Regions from separate parts of the Mus musculus genome. Here all the other regions are linked to region 1. The links are chromatin contacts, called in public Hi-C and HiChIP or PLAC-seq maps. All regions are on one chromosome and are shown on one strand. The core of a region is the stretch at or near the end of the contact, and the rest is flanking DNA. Distances in the headings are between cores, read along the strand shown. Region 1 holds the start of Prmt7 (protein arginine N-methyltransferase 7). Region 2 holds the start of Tppp3 (tubulin polymerization-promoting protein family member 3). Region 3 holds the start of Ripor1 (RHO family interacting cell polarization regulator 1).

The links. A called contact is a pair of places that touch in the nucleus more often than the background predicts. HiChIP or PLAC-seq counts read pairs in DNA pulled down with a chosen protein or histone mark.
Region 2: an H3K4me3 HiChIP or PLAC-seq map of pro-B cells shows a contact between it and region 1, with 7 times the contacts expected there. The contact joins the promoter of Tppp3 here to the promoter of Prmt7 in region 1. A contact is called at or near these places in 1 of 39 promoter capture datasets (pre-B cells) and 2 of 115 datasets of contacts at active chromatin or transcription factors (large pre-B cells and pro-B cells).
Region 3: a Hi-C map of cardiomyocytes shows a contact between it and region 1, with 3 times the contacts expected there. The contact joins the promoter of Ripor1 here to the promoter of Prmt7 in region 1. A contact is called at or near these places in 1 of 39 promoter capture datasets (pre-B cells), 1 of 484 Hi-C or Micro-C datasets (cardiomyocytes), 4 of 115 datasets of contacts at active chromatin or transcription factors (embryonic stem cells, large pre-B cells, microglia and 1 more) and 2 of 9 other capture datasets (adipose tissue and liver).

What each region holds. Positions count from the first base shown.
Region 1 is chr8:106,208,906-106,214,054 of GRCm38.p6, reverse strand. It overlaps Prmt7 (protein arginine N-methyltransferase 7), which reads right to left and starts at 3,001. Exons shown (of 18, transcript NM_145404.1): 1 at 2,973-3,001; 2 at 1,484-1,679. The coding sequence starts at 1,578. Slc7a6os (solute carrier family 7, member 6 opposite strand) reads left to right here and starts at 3,122. Exons shown (of 5, transcript NM_001007567.2): 1 at 3,122-3,336; 2 at 3,424-3,690. The coding sequence starts at 3,142.
Region 2 is chr8:105,468,700-105,473,848 of GRCm38.p6, reverse strand. It overlaps Tppp3 (tubulin polymerization-promoting protein family member 3), which reads left to right and starts at 2,427. Exons shown (of 4, transcript NM_026481.3): 1 at 2,427-2,569. Zdhhc1 (zinc finger, DHHC domain containing 1) reads left to right here. Exons shown (of 14, transcript NM_175160.5): 11 at 283-365; 12 at 550-643; 13 at 780-858; 14 at 968-1,426. The coding sequence ends at 1,248.
Region 3 is chr8:105,602,589-105,607,737 of GRCm38.p6, reverse strand. It overlaps Ripor1 (RHO family interacting cell polarization regulator 1), which reads right to left and starts at 2,509. Exons shown (of 22, transcript NM_001081241.2): 1 at 2,388-2,509.

The DNA.
Region 1 (5,149 bases), core at 1,752-4,251:
ACCTCTTCTGGCCTTGGTGGACATCAGGCACATACATACATACATACACATCTACACACATATCAATACATTTAAGGAATGTGGGTCATGCAGGATGTGGTGTCACAAGCCTTTAATCCAGGACTGGGTAAGCTGAACAAAGTGGCTCCCTCAGGTCAAGGCCAGTCTGGTCAACATTGTGTATCTCGTGACAGCCAGTGCTAAAGAGACTCCATCTCAAAAAAACAAAACAAAACAAAACAAAATGCAGGGCATTCTAAAAACCGAACTAAGGACCTATAACCCCTTTACCAACTGAGCTGTGCCCCCATCTGCCCTACCTACTTTTTAAAAAAGATTTTAGGTGCTAGAGATGGCTCAGCAGTTAAGAGGATTGGCTGCACTTCCAGAGGATCAGGGTTTGATTCTGAGCACCAACACTGTGGCTCACAACTGTCTAACTCTACTAGCCGGAGGTTCTGACACCTTCTTCTGTCTCAAAAAAAAAAAAAAGCCAATAATAGATGAAATCTCAAAAAATATTTTAGATTTTTTTCTTTTTTCTCTCTCTTTTTTTTTTTCCGAGACAGGGTTTCTCTGTGTAGCCCTGGCTGTCCTGGAACTCACTCTGTAGACCAGCCTGGCCCTGAACTCAGAAATCCTCCTGCCTCTGCCTTCCAACTGCTGGAATTAAAGGCATGTGTCACCATTGCCTGGCAAAATAGTTTCTTTTTAATCATACGTGTATGAGAATGCCCAGAGTGCGGATGGAGCGAGTTGCGCTGCCCACTGTGTAAATGTGTAGAACCATCCATCTCTCCAGTCCACTCCCCAAAGGAGCTCCCCCACGTCACACCTGCCCACTGCTGTTGCTGATGGGCATCAGCATTCAGGGCTTCTGAGCAGCCCGACCCTTTCCTGCGTTCCTCCCTTCCCTGAGCTTCTCTTTTCTTTCCATCCTAACTTTCCTGTTGGCTCTCCTCAGTCTCCTCGGCTGATCCTCTTACGCTCCATCTCCATCTCCATCTCCTCTCTCACTGGGATGCAGCAACTTCTCTCAACCTCACCTTTACCGAGCTCCGCCCGCAAACTCTGTGTCTCCACAACTCGTGCTTCTGTCGACCTCTAGCATCACAGGAAGTGTCCAAACCTTAACACCTCCTCCTCTCGGGTGGGCATCCCATCCACCCGGTCATCTCGCCGGGAGGAATCTTGGTGCTTCTTGAACTTTCCCCTCTTGCTGCATTCAGTGGGTTACCAAACTCCTTCCTGCTCCTCCAAGCTGCTCTGCCTCTCTCACCTCCACTGCTTGCTTCTACGTTAGGACAGAGGACTCCCTGTCCTCTCTCCAACCCACTTCCCACACTGCTCTCAGCAGGTGCTCTCTTCTCCTAACAGAGACCTCAACTGCTCAGAAAAACAATCTCCACAATCTTCTTCAAACCTAAATTGACATGGAGGAGCCCTGCACCCCTGCAGCCAGCTGAGCAGCAGCCCTGGGTACCTGGCAATCTCCTGGTGGTAATCATAGTGTTCATCCTCCTCCAGCCACTCCAGGGATCCCGTGGTAGGATTGGCACGGCCACAGAAGACCTTCATGGTGCCAACTGGCTCCTCAGTGTTTGCACAGAAACGTGAGGCTTGTTAATTTACTTCTTAGGAAGATATCTTGATATCAGAAACCTAATCAATTATAATGCCTAGGATGGAGAGAAAGGACAAGAAAACAAAGAGAAAAAAAAAATAAAGAAACAGACAAAAATGTCAAAGTTACTTACAATTCTTTATTAATGATAACATCGACCTTCAATCTCAGGTCTGGAAGGCAGAGACAGGCAGATCTCTGTGTAAGTTCAAAGTCAACATGGTCTTCATAGTAAGTTCTAGGCCAGCAAGAACTACATAGTGACAGCCCATCTCAAAAGAAAATTAACCAGTATTTTGATATTTCTGACAAGAGTAATTTTCATTTTTTATATAGGATATACCATCAAAAACTATAATAAAAGCCAGTTGTGGTAGCTCATGTCTAAAATCTCAGCACGTAGGAAACTGAGGCAGAAGGATCTAAAGTTTGATGCCATCCTGGGCAATGCTGTGAGACCTTGTCATAAAACAAGAACAAAACAGAACAACGTGTCGTTGCATGTCTTTGATTCTAGCACTAGAAAAGCAGAGGCAGGACCATCTCTATGAGTTCCATGCCTGTCAGGGCTGCACAATGAGATTCCTGTCTGAAGAAAAATTTGGGGGTGAGGGGGGGCCTACAGTAAATATATAGGGCTGTTTGGAAGTTTCGCCACTTTTCAGAAATTCCTACATAATTAAAAAGGCCCCACAAGTCCATCGGGGTCCAGCCTTCAAGTGAAGGCAAGTGAGAAGGCAGGGTAAGCCGAGCAATGAGCTAACATTATACAGTAAAAGCGCAGAAGTGGTTATTCCGCAACAGATTAAGGACACTTGCTTATCTGTGATGTCGCTAGGGTTTCACTAAGAACACACTTAAAAATGCACTGAGGGCCACTCCAGTGTTTTAATCAAAAGCATGTCCACCTCGGGCACACAAACGTCTGGCGCTTCTCCGGGTGAGTGTCGTGAACTGAATGGTTCCCAAACTGCTCAGAATACGAACTGAGAAAGCCATCCCGAAGCAAAACCGCCCGAACGGTCCCGGGACCGAACCGTTCCCGGCTGGGTTAGGGGCGCTGCATACAACTGAGGTCCCGCCCGGTGTGAGTGACTGGGGCGAGGCTTCTGACACAAGTCCTGCGCCCGGCGACAGTCTGAGAAAGGACAGTCACCCACGCGGACCGCTGCGGCAGACCTGCTCAGGGTGCTTGAACCACTCCACGTGGACTCTGGAGCAGCCCGGAAGATAAGTACACCGGAAACCCAAATATCCCCAACGCCAGAGCCCTAAAAATGAGGCCGGAAGACCGACTGCACCCAGGCCCAGCCACGGCCCAACCTCCCCAGCAAGCCCAACAGCTCACCCGCTGTGGGAAGCGATCCACTCGCCGCCACTCCCGCGGCCATTTTGCCTCTCCCACTGTGGGTGGGGCGTCGAGGCGTAGCGTGACGTTCCGTGAGGCCCCGCCCGCTGAACTGGATGGACATCCCGTCGCGCCCCGCGCCTTCCCACAGTACTCCGCGATCGCCGCTATGGAGGCCGGCAGGACTGCGGTGTTGCGCGTGAAGCGGAAGCGCAACGCGGAGCCCGCCGAGGCGCTCGTGCTGGCCTGTAAACGCCCCCGGAGCAGCGAGGTCGAGTCGGCGGCTCGGGAGACGCCAGAGGGCCAGGAGGCGGCGGCGGCGGAGAGAAATGTCTTCCAGTTGGTTGCCACCGTGCGATCCCAGGTATGAGAAGGGTGAATGGACTCTTTGTGGGAGCGATCTTTGAACGCTGCCCGTGTCGCAGTCATCTCTTTTCCCGACGCCCCTCAGGAGGAGCCAATCCAGCAGCTTGTGCGGGCTGCCTTGCGCCCGTCCCGGAGCAGCCAGCTGCGTATCCGCCGCGATCTTCGTGCCTCGGTGCGCGAGGTCCGTAAAGAGGGCCGCTACAGGGTGGTCTCCAGCCACCGATCCTCGGGAACCTCGAACAGTTTGGAGCCTCAGTGTGGGTCAGAAGCTGTCGGGGATGCGGGCTTCCAGTTGTTGGACCTGGTCCACGAGGAGGAAAACCCAGAGGCTGCTGCCACCGACTGCCGCAAAGTGAGTACTGTATATGTCTGCTCTGCTCCCAAAGGCAGTAATGAAGAGCATACACACTGTAAGCTTAAGAATGGATGATCCATCTCTAAGAGTTGACCTCATTTTACCTGATTTCTGTTGTTGTTTTTGTTCTGTTGAGATAGTTTTGCTGTGTAGCTCTGGTTGACATAGTACGGGCTATGGAGCCCAAGCAGACCTCTGACACACAGCAGTTCTGCCTCCGTCGCTCCAGTGCTGGGATTATAAGTAAGCATGTGCAACCCACGCCCCTTAGGATTGGTTTTCTTTCTTTCTCTTTTGCTTGTGTCGTAATACACACCTTCCCTCCCAGCATTTGGGAGGCAGTACCATGTGGATCTCTGAGTTCCAGCCCAAAAAGGACTACATAGTGAGACCTTGTCTCCAAAAAAAAAAAAAACAAAAAGCAAAAAACAAAAACTTTGTGTGTGATTGATCAGGCCTTTAATACTCAAGAGGCATGGATCAATAGATCTCTTCTTTCAAGGCCAGGCAGAGCTACACAGTGAGAACGTGTATCAAAATAAATAAACAGAATTGATGTAGGCCTTTTGAAAGTGGATTTGGCTATTTAAAAGATATACAGTATTTAGAGATGATGTTAAACTGTCATTGCTACGAAAAATGAGGTAAATATGGAAGGAGTTTTAGCTCACAATTTTGGAGGTTTTGGTGCAGTGTATGGTCAGACTACTAACAATTTGCCTCCAACCTCCCTGAAGACGGGGCTCTAGCATTTATATATACCCTCTGAGAAGTTCCCAGAATTCCAAATGTCACAGAAACTATCTACAGCTGACAAAAACCACTTCTGCTAGGGCATGAGGCAAATCATAGTCAGCTGCTTTAGACAGCTCAAAGCAGCCCCACATCCCCACACCTGGGATTAAAACAAAAAAAAAAATAAACTGTTTCTGTGTTCTTTAAAGAAACCAAAATTCCAGACTTGTCACTACAAAGGGAACTTGCGGCAAGTGTTCTTCCTCTGAGCTAGATTCCTAATGTGGTATTTTCCTTTTCTTAATCTTCACAAATACTATGAATTAGATACTTTTATCGCCATTTTGTTTTTTTTTTCAGAAAGTTTTTATTAGCAAGCATTGGCTATTCAAAGTAATAGTTTTTATTAGATTTTGTATGTCTATACTCACTCCTGTTGAACCTTTAAAAAAAAAAGCCTTATTTATTTTATGTATGTAAGTACACTGTAGCTGTACAGATGGAGCTCACTCTGTAGACCAGGCTGGCCTCAAAGTCAGAAATCCGCCTGCCTCTGCCTCCTGAGTGCTGGGATTAAAGGCGGCTGTCTCTACCTTTTCTAATGGGAAAACCAGAGCCTTCATGTGGTTGTTGGGAATTGAATTTTAGGACTTCTGATCACTCAACCCTGCTCACTCCATTCAGCCCACTTGCTTCGGTCAGCCCAGCTCCGGCCCAAAGA
Region 2 (5,149 bases), core at 1,178-3,677, 740 kb after region 1:
GCATACTGGGCGTAAGGGCCTGCAGCTTCCCCCTGGTAGAATAGCTGCAGCTTGACTAGATAAAGCAAGTCCTTGTGATGAGGTAGGATTTAGAAATGCGTGTGTGAAGCCTTGCCTTGGAAGGGCTCTCCCAGCACATCTGAGAACCAGGAAGCCACCCCTAACCTCTGGGACATGAGACCACTCAGCTATCAGAGAGGGCAGTAACAAGGTGTGCTCGGGGCTGAAGAGCCTCTGGATCTACACATAGTCTCTTAGCCTTCCTGACCCCTCTCTCCCAAGGAGATGGAGTTCTACATGAGGACCTTCAGCCATGTGCGTCCAGAGCCCTCTGGCCAGGCTAGGACAGCAGCATTAAATGCCAAGTAAGTGTCACCTGGCTGTTCCCATCGGAGGTGGGAGAAAGGGTAGGCCAGGGTCAAAACATGGGTCTGGGACCAGCTCAGCACAGTCTTGGATGGATTAGTCTCTGTCCTGCTAGGAAGGGAACCTCTAGCAGGAGGGACTCCGGGGCAGCATCTAGAGTTTGCTCTCTGGCTTTTACCTCAGTCCTTCCCAGTTTCTTGCCACCCAAGGCCAAGTGGAACCACCACTACCCTCCTCCTCAGACACACTGGCTCTGCCTCCACGGATCCAACCCCAGGTAGGAGGGACTGGGTTTGGACCTCTGCCCAAGAAGAGGGACATGGAAAAGAAGCCTGCACTCTGATGAGCGCCTCTGCTGCTTTCGGCAAAGTGGGGTCTGGAGAAGCAGCCCACACTTCCCTCTGTCTTTACAGAAAAAGAGGAAGCGGCGAGTGTATAGATTGCCCAGGTCTGGGGTCTTGGACCGAGAGCTCCCACTGCCCAGGTTACGGGGTGAGCGCCGCTCTCTGCTTGGATCCTATTGGATTAGTTCGTGGGAGGGAAAGGTTTTAAAGCCCTAGCTGCAGCCCTTATCTCAATCTAAGTCCCCCTCTGTGCGCAGAGACTGGGACTCCTAGCCGCCGCTCCAGCTCTTCATCTGATTCCACCAGTGCCAGCCCAGTGCATGCTGGTGGCTCTGCAGGCGCCTACTACTCGGCATCAGCTGAGTCCATGGAAGAGATTCCAGTGGCCCAGACGCGCCTGGGCAGTGCCGCACTGGGTGCCCCAGGAGCCAGGGGTCGAGAGTCTGGGCTGGCTCTACAGGCACGTTCGCCTGCTGTTTTTGTGAGCCCGAGCAGTGGCGAGCCCGGAACACCTGGAGGCGGCGACGGCCTGCCTTAGCCCACTAAGGCTAAGGACTAGAGGCAGGAGGGCCTTGACTCTATGCAACACCCCACATTCGCGTAACGAGTGCACTTTAGGGACCTCAAGGTCGACAGGATCGGCCTTCCTTACCCAAGACTCAGCAATATCCGCTCCACCAGCCCTGATGCCCCAATAAACTTTTTTTTTTTTTTAATGCTTTTGCGGACTTAATGCTTATTTTCATAGTGGAAAAATCCATGGATCTCACAGAAGCAGGACCACCATTGCTAGCTTGGGGCAGAGAAAGAGGGGCGGGTTAGGAAAGGTCTCTGGACAGGGTTTTTCTTTTAAGTGTTGGGAATCAAAAACATGGGGTCTTGTTCAAGAACTACCACTCTCCTCTGTCCCTTCTCCCATTTCCCAGGGTAGCCTCGAAAATTTGAATCTACTGCTTCAGTCTCCCGAATCCCCAGATTGCAGGCTTGTGCTACCACACCCACCCAGCAAGGTTTATTAATTAATTAATTAATCAATTAATATTTAGTATTTTTATTTAGTTTTTTATTTAGTATTTGCAGTTGGAAACTGAAGAGGAAGCAGGCTAGGGAGGCGCATTGGAACAAGAAGCTGTGAGGCGGGGAGACGAGAATGGGAGGAGGCAGCCATTCTCCGAAATTTAGGAATTGCTGCCACAAAAGTACCCAGCATTTGGGGGGGTGGGGTGGGTAAGAATGCGTGATCCACTGATTGTCTCAGTCTTCTAGTGCTTCAGAATGTGGCCTGCTGAGAACCTAGGAATGAGTGAATGCCACAGGGTTAGCGGCAGCTGTGGTCTTGGAGCCAGCTGTAGATCCTTGTCAATGAGGGGCGGGATCCCCTTCTTCAGTTCAGCTCCTAGACAATCTCAGGTGGATTCTTTCAGCAGTCCCTTGAGGGTTGGGGACAATGGAATTTGGGGGGGGGCTGTTTTCCCATTGGCCATGGGAGTTCCTATCTTAGGACATCCAGGACTGCAGAGGGCAGCTCTGACCGCTTGAGGACCGCGGTTGAAGGGGAGGAGCAGGATAAGGCTGTCGCTGCAATTCTGCGGGCCCAGCGCCCACAGAGCACATAGGGCGGGGTCTGGTGGGAGGAGCTAGCGTGACCTTGGTCACTCTCCCGCCGAGACAGCCTAGGGGGTGGGACTCACTGTCTCTATGGTGACCGAGAAACAGGGGATAATACTACGGAGCCGCCCGGGCTGCAGTCCCGCCCGGGAGCCGGCAGGGAGCGGAGCTGTGGAGCCTCCTGGTCTCCAGCATCAGTTCCTGGGTCCTGTCCGAAGGCACGCTCAGGAGCAGCCAAGCGGTAGAAGCCGGTAGGAGACTGAACATCGACCACCCTAATTCGTATCCCCCAAAAGGAGGGGTGGGTGGGAGCAGCCTGAACCAACCTCAGATGGTACTGAGCTGAGCCTATCAGCTGAACACCCCGGCCCTGGCCCCAAGGGTTCCACACACACTCCTGCCCCCACCTTCTTGCCAGGCTGATTGATGACTGCAGCTGTCCCAGCAGGAGCTGACGAGCGGATTCAGTTCAGAGGCATGAACACTGTGCCCAGGGTCTGAGGACCCCAGAGCAGCTGCTGTGATTCTGTTCCACATCAACAGCCCCCAAATTCATCTTCCCATAGACAGGAGTGAGCAGTAGCCTCAGGATCCTCCCATTTCCTTGAGAAGAGCATCATGTAGCACCCCAAACTCCCCTGGACACATTTACCTGTGGTGTTCAAGTACAGGGCTTTGGGTCCCCGGGCGGGTTGACATCTTTGGGAGAGGCAAAGGGTGTGGCGGACCCCATTTACAGACCCACAGAGGTCCCTGCAGAGTGCAATCTCTGGGTTTCTGAGTCTTAAAAATTGCAACTTATGGATGAGTAGGTGTGGTCACCAGAAAAGGCCTTTCAGTGTGGACCAACTAGTAATGGAAGAAGAGGAAGTTGTTCGGGGGCCAGGTTGTGGTCATTGGACACTTTTTTTTTTTTCCCCTAAGAGGCAAGGTAAAGATGGTGGCTGAGAACAGGAGGCTGCAGTGGGTGTGGTGATGGTGGTATGTCTTAACATGATGCCTGGCGATGCCAGTGCTGGTTAGACTCTGAGGGGCTTTAGGTCAGGTCTGTGTCAATAGCTTTAGCATATGAGTAAAGAGAGAGTGCTGAGGGTGTGGTCAGGGAACTCTGCGCGTGTGTGGTGGTGGGTGTTCAATGCTTTGCATGGAAGTATGGAAGTGTTACTGCATAGACTGGGAGATTTCAAGGCAGGGCTGTGTCAGAAGCTGTAGCTATATGGATGAACGGGAATGCTCCAAGGGTATGGCCAGGGGGCCTTTGTAAGGGTGCAGAGTCCAGCTAGTGACTGTGGTTGGGGTCTTCAGGATGTGAGTTAAAAGGATGCAAAATGGATGCAGTGTACACAGGGTTTGATTTGGAGAGGGACTTTCAGGGTGGGGCTGAGGGTGTGGTCAGAGATCTGCAATGGAGCTCTGAGGAGGGTGTGGTCAGGGGTCTGTAGTAGGACATGCACTTGACTGCAGGGCTGTGGGCATGCTGGGGAGGAGTTTCATTGCAGGGGTCTTAATGTCTGTGTGGGGATGGAAAAGGAAAAAGGGTCAAATTCAAGGCTTTGGGTGTGGGTGGAGGAAGCCTCGGTGCAAGGCTGTGGGTATGGTTAGTGGGTACGAGGCAGAGGGTGTGGAGGGCCAGGGCTCAGTGCATCTGAGCTATGGGAACGTGGACAGGCGTGGTCACGCTCAGTGAAAAGAAGACCTTAGTGGAGGGCTGAAGTGTAGACAACGGGATTGTGCCTCAGTGAAGGATTGAGGCACCAAGATCATGGCCCCATGGAAGAATTTAGGGGCTACTGTCCAAGTCTCTACCCAGGTTTCTTCGTTTCCCACTCTTAAGCTCCACAGACTGGAAGCTACAGCTTCAATCAGTGGCAAGGGGCCAGGAAGCCACGGTTGTGCCCTAGGCTTAGGGAGTGCTGGTATGCCCCACCCTTGGGCCCCTGATCCCCAGCCCAGCCCAGCCCAGCCCAGCAGCACTGGGAGCTTCTCCCTCAAGCCGCCCTGACACCATCCTACCCTTAGCAACTGTCTCCAAGCAGCACCACCCTCCCTTAGCAACTGTCTCCAGGCTCCACAAACTGTGGCCAGGCCAGACCCAAGTTCCTGCTCCCCTCCTGTTTTTGTTTAACAGCAAATAGTAACAAGGCCAGGGCTGGGCCAGCTGCGCCCCTGCCTAGGGCAGGCACTGCTGCCCTTGCTCTTGCTCCATTGTCAGGCCGAGGCTGGGCCTCCCTAGGTCTCCATGACCTTTACAGAGACACTGCCCTCACTACATACCTGCCCATACACCACCCTTGTCTGGCGTTGACCCAGATTGACAGGAGTTTTCAGGGAGGCTTTTCTGCCACCACCCCCACTTCCACCCAACCAGGCTTTGTGCCAGGGACAGACAAAGCCATGGCCCTAGCTGCTATCATCACAGTCTTTCAGGACAGTGCCCTTCTGTTCCCAGGGCCGTGTGGGCATCATGACTTCATCTTCTGAGCCCTCTTGACATCCAGGGCTGGCACCGAGCGACAGCACCTTTCTGCCCATAGCTCTTCCTCAGCTCTGGGCATAGACAGACACAAGGTGCTAACCCTTAGGCATCCCAGTCCTGACTGAGGGACTGATGTGCTGCCAACTCATACCTCACAGGTTTTTTTTTTTTGTTTGTTTTGTTTTGTTTTTCGAGACAGGGTTTCTCTGTATAGCCCTGGCTGTCCCGGAACTTACTTTGTAGACCAGGCTGGCCTCGAACTCAGAAAGTTGCCTGCCTCTGCCTCCCCAGTGCTGGGATTAAAGGCGTGCGCCACCACTGCCCAGCACCTCACAGGTATTGAGAAGGCAGTAGG
Region 3 (5,149 bases), core at 1,260-3,759, 610 kb after region 1:
CACTGACTGCTCCTCCAGAGATCCTGAGTTCAATTCCCAGCAACCATATGGTGGCTCACAACCATCTATAATGGCATCTGATGTCCTCTTCTGGTGTGTCTGAAGGCTGCTACAGTGGTAGTCATATATACAAAATAAATAATTTTTTTAAAAAAATTCTTCCCACTTCATGGGGCAGGCCTGCTCCCAGGGACAGAGACAGGATTGAGGTGTCCTGGGATTCTGATTGTTGTCATCTTTCATTTTCATCCTTCATTTTCTTTCCATGGCAACATCTCTGCTGCCATTTAACCTCTACATTCAGGAATCATGACAAGTGACACCAACCACCACCACCTCACCCCACTGCCATTAAATGGCCATAGAGAACGTACATCTGACTGCTCACTTCTGGGAGAGGCAGAATCTCCTTCCCTGTTGGACAGAAAGGGCTAACACCGCCTCCCCCGCCCCCCATCCTCACCCCTACCTGGAGCTAAGGGAGAGGAACTATCTCAACTGGTAGGTGCTGGCTGCTAAGAGAAGTCTCAGCTCCTGCCAACTCAGGTGAGTTCTGGAAACGATAAAGAATCAAGTCCCAAAGGTTATGAGGCGTGCAGCTCGACAGCGAATGGAATCTTAATTGCCTGCACGAACCCACTTTCCATAGACCTCCCGATCGTTCCTGTGTGCCAGGACAAAACCACCAGCATGGGGCGGAAAGTAAGACCAATAGTACTGTTCACCTAGCGCACACCACACTAGCTACAGCCTCTCCACGAGTCTCTAGGTCCAGCCCGACTCAGCTGTAGGGCTACAGTAGACTGAGGTAAACAGAAGCTATAAATAACCCAGGCAAAAGGGTGGCTGCAAGGGAGAAGGGGGTCGCGCGCAAAAGCCTGTCCCTGTCTCCATGGCAACTGCCCCAAACCTAGTTGCTGACGTCATCTGGCAGCCGCCAACCAGAACTGCCACTGAAAAGGGGAGGGGGGCCTGCTATGGCCTAAGACCCCCACCCCACCCCGGAACCGGGTGGAGACTACTTAGTGGCCTCACTTCCTGCCAGCCTCCTCCCTGGTCAGCTGGTCACATTCCCTGTCCCGCCGCGTTCTGGGAGCTGGACAGCCTCCCCCGGCTAGGTCTGGCTAGGTCGCGAGTCCCAGCGGTGGCGGATTGGGAACGCTCTGACTCACTCTCGCCCTCCTCGCCTGGTTTTCCACCTAGGCAGATCCTAGTCCAAACGCCTTGTGCGCTCCCCTCCCTCCCACCCAAACCCAGGCCCAGGGACTGCTCATCTCGCTCTGCTGCCCACAGGGCCCAGGACTGTGTGGGAGGTAGACGAGGGAGCCTTGGCAGTCCTTGTCCGGCTGTAGTGCTCCCAACCCCCACTGTCAATACTAGAGAGGTGGATAGTGAATTCTTGCTTCTTCCCAACCCAGCTGTGTGACCTTGAAAATGCTGCTAACCTCTCTGGCCCAGTATTTACATCTGCCAGATGGTCATACACCTTCTCAGAAGGCTGCATGTCAGTCGAATGTGCAGGTCCAAGACGCACGCAGCCACATAGACGGTGGCCAGGACACCGTTATTATTGTATTAGATTTTACACACGAGACCAGCCTGCACGCACATCAGAAATGATTTGGAAGGGCCGGTAAGAGAGGTCACACTCAGACTTAACTTAAGATAGGAGGACAGAGGGTCCTAAAAGCTGACATAGCCGGGGCTCTAGCCCTGGTTGAACAACCCCTTCCCCAAACCAGTTCTACAGGATGCTTAGTTCTGACTGTTTGCTGAGTCCCCATAGCAGCTTCCATTTCCAGGGACAGGGTCTGTCGACCGCCGCCAAAACGACCTTCTCCAGCTTCAGCTTCGGTTTGGGTGGAGAGTGTGGCCTCGGGCAAATTCAGTCTTCAGTCACCTCGGGCCTGGCCCCAAAGCAGCTTAGGTCGACCAGGGCCAGGAACACTAGCTAGCTCATCTAGGGGGTCTCCTGCACCCTGTCGCCCCGTTCCCATTCCCAGATCAGCCTCTGCCGCACCGCAGGCTCCAGGATAAAGCCAATCCCAGGCCCAGAAAGGCGTCTCAGGCTCGCCCTCGGGCCTGCCCACAGTGGAGCCCCGGGGCACTGCCGTGGCGGCCTGGGCGCGGAAGGGAAGGGAGGAGGCGGCGGGCGCGGCAGAGCCGGAGGCGGCGGCTTTTGTGGGGCGAAGCTGCGTTCTCCGTGCCCGGGGTGGGGGTGGGGGTGGGGAGAAAAGACACGGCGCGATCCGGGTCGCGAGAACGGGGTGAGGCGGGACCCGGTCGCAAGTCCGGGAGCCGATGGGCGGCGCGGGTGCAGGACGCACGGGATCCACAGCTCGCCCCTTCTCCCCGCCACGGCCTTAGGAAACGGCGCGGACACTCACATGGCTGCGCTGGGCTGCAAGGACCTCGCGCTGTCGGTACTCTCGGCGTTGCCCGGCCTGCTCGCGCTGCAGCTGCCGCTGTCGCCGCGGCCGGCGCCTGCCCCTCCCTCCTCTCCGCCGCCCCGCCCCGCCCCTCTGGGCCCCACCTCCTGCGCTCCCCTCCGGCTCCCGCACCCCGAAGGGGCGCCCACAGCTCGCTCCGCCTTCGCGAGTTACCCGGCAGAGTGGTCTGCCTACCGTGTCAACCAGCTTGTGGAAAGGGAGAGCGAAGGGAGAGCGAAGGTGTCTGCGGGAACCGGACAGCTTCCTGGGAACTGCATGCAGACCTTAAATCTGGGGTAGGGGGCGCTAGGGAACCCCTCCTACTTGCCTCTTACCCAGATCTCTGCAGCTCTAAAGACCTCAGGCTCCCTTCCTGTCACCATAAACAGGTTCTTGGAGCTGACACGGAAAGTTGGGGTGGTTGGAGGAAGTGCTTAGGGTCTGGAGAGGCTTAGATAAGGGAACCAGAATCTGGCCTAACCGTCGCACACCTTCTGGGTTGAAGTTCTGCCCCTCATCCCTTCCCACTTTTTCAGCCAGCCTCAGTTTCCCGCTGTAGGATCAGAGAGCCTTTTCGACAACGTCTTCCTTATAAATAGGGCTCATAGCTAGGCCAGGCAAGCGTGTAACCACTCAGCGGGTACTGCTTTCTGGGGAGTTACAGATTTTGTTTCTGGGATATAAGTGACTAACCTGGTAAGGTCTGGGTATGCGTACTGGGAACATACATTGGCCATGGGGGTCAAAGGCAAAAATGAGTTATGGTGTAACAGAGAGCTGGCCTGACCAACAAGCTGACTCCAATCCCCTACCCCTCCCATTATTAACCAGATGCTATTAGCTCTCTCCAACCCCCTGTCCCTATCCTCCACCTCTTGGCGTTCCTGTTTCCTGCAACATCTCATCTTTTGAGGTAGGTCAGGCATACTCAGGGGTGGTCTGATGGATTTTAAGAGGTGCCTGAATTTCTGAGCCTGACACTGATCCTGAGCGTAGGTCTCAACAACCCGATATGGTAGGATTCTGGAATACCAACATCTTCATCCCCCTAGGCTCTTTCCAGAGACACCCTCAGCCTCTTTCTCAACCCTCCAGGCTTTTCCCCCAGAACACTTGCTTGTTCCAGAGCCCTGGATGCCCTTGTGAATGCCCCCATCCCTTTCCCAGGATTTTTTTTTCTTTTAAACACAGGGTCTAACACTATGTAGCCCTGGCTGTTCTGGAACTCTCTCTGTAGAGCAGGCTGGCCTCAAACACCCAGAGATCACCCAGAGATCTACCTGCCTCTGCCTCCCAAGTGCTGGGATTAAAGGCATGCGCCACCACTGCCGGGCTCTTTTTTTTTATTTTTTATTTAATTTATTTAGTTTTATTTTATGTGCATTGGTGTTTTGCCTGCATGTATATCTGTGTGAGGATGTCAGATCCCCTGGTACTGGAATTACAATTGTGAGTGATTGGCCTGTGGGTGCTGGGAATTGAATCCAGGTTCTCTGGAAAAAACAGCCAATGTTTTGAACTGCGGAGCCATCTCTCCAGACCCCCCTCCCCAGAACTCTCAAAACTTGTCGTCCCTGGACCTCTGGCTAGCTCTAAAGCTTCCCCCTTCAGCAAAAGATTCTTCAAGTACTTTTTCGGCAGATGACCTCTTCTCTTTTTTTCTCGGTCAAGTTTCTGACCAACTCCTCTCAGACCTTGAATCAGGACCAGGTAGCAAGCAAGCCACCTGCATGTAGGGAGGGGCCCTGTGCGTGAGTTAAGGAATCTGACTGTGGTATCTAAGCATTTTAGTGCAGAGATCAACACTGTCCTGGCTCCTAGTGGGAGTTTTGAAGGACAATTTGTTGAATGAAAGAGTGAACGAGCCAGTATCAGTAACCTGCTCTGTCAACCCTCCCTCCCCTCTCTTCTTGCCCCACCCCAAACTTCCATTCTTTTCTTGACTCTTCTGGGAATCAAATCCAGGAGCAAGTGCTCTCCTACTGAGCTACACTGTCTGTCTTTGGTCCACAGAGACGGGGCCTTGCTATGAGACCAGGCTAATCCCAAACTCACACTATTCCTACTTCTGCCTGCTACGTGCTAGGATTGAGGTTGTATGCCACTGTACCTGGTTCCTAGTCCTCCAGGCTGTGCACACTTGACATCTTTAAAATGCATTATCTCCTCTTCTCTCCCACATTACCAATGCTCTGTCATCCATCCATTCACCAGTGAATATTCCTGAGCACCAAGAGTTGGGAAATGTGCTGGTTGCTAGAGTGGCAATGGCTTAGAGCTGTCCCTGTGCCACCACCACTTGGCTAATCAAGACACTTTCTGAGAAACATGTTCAGCTTTCAAAGACTGACATCATATAATTCTACTTCAAGAAACCCTTCCGGTCTATAGTACTTTGAATAGAACCCATGGCCCAAGGACTGCTGGGTAAAAATCACCCTACTGCTAAGAGCTTAATTTCAGCCTGAACATCCTCACATTATGAAAAAAAAAAAAAAAAAAAAAAAAAAGAAGAAGAAGAAGAAGAAAGAAAAAGTTTTGCCAGGCACTGTAGCACATACCTTTAATCCCAGCATTTAAGAAGCAAAGGCAGGCCGGGCACTTGGGAGGCAGAGGCAGGCAGATTTCTGAGATCAAGGCCAGCCTGGTCTACAAAGTGAGTTCCAGGACAGCCAGGGCTACACAGAGAAACCCTGTCTCGAGAAAAAAAAAAAAAAAAA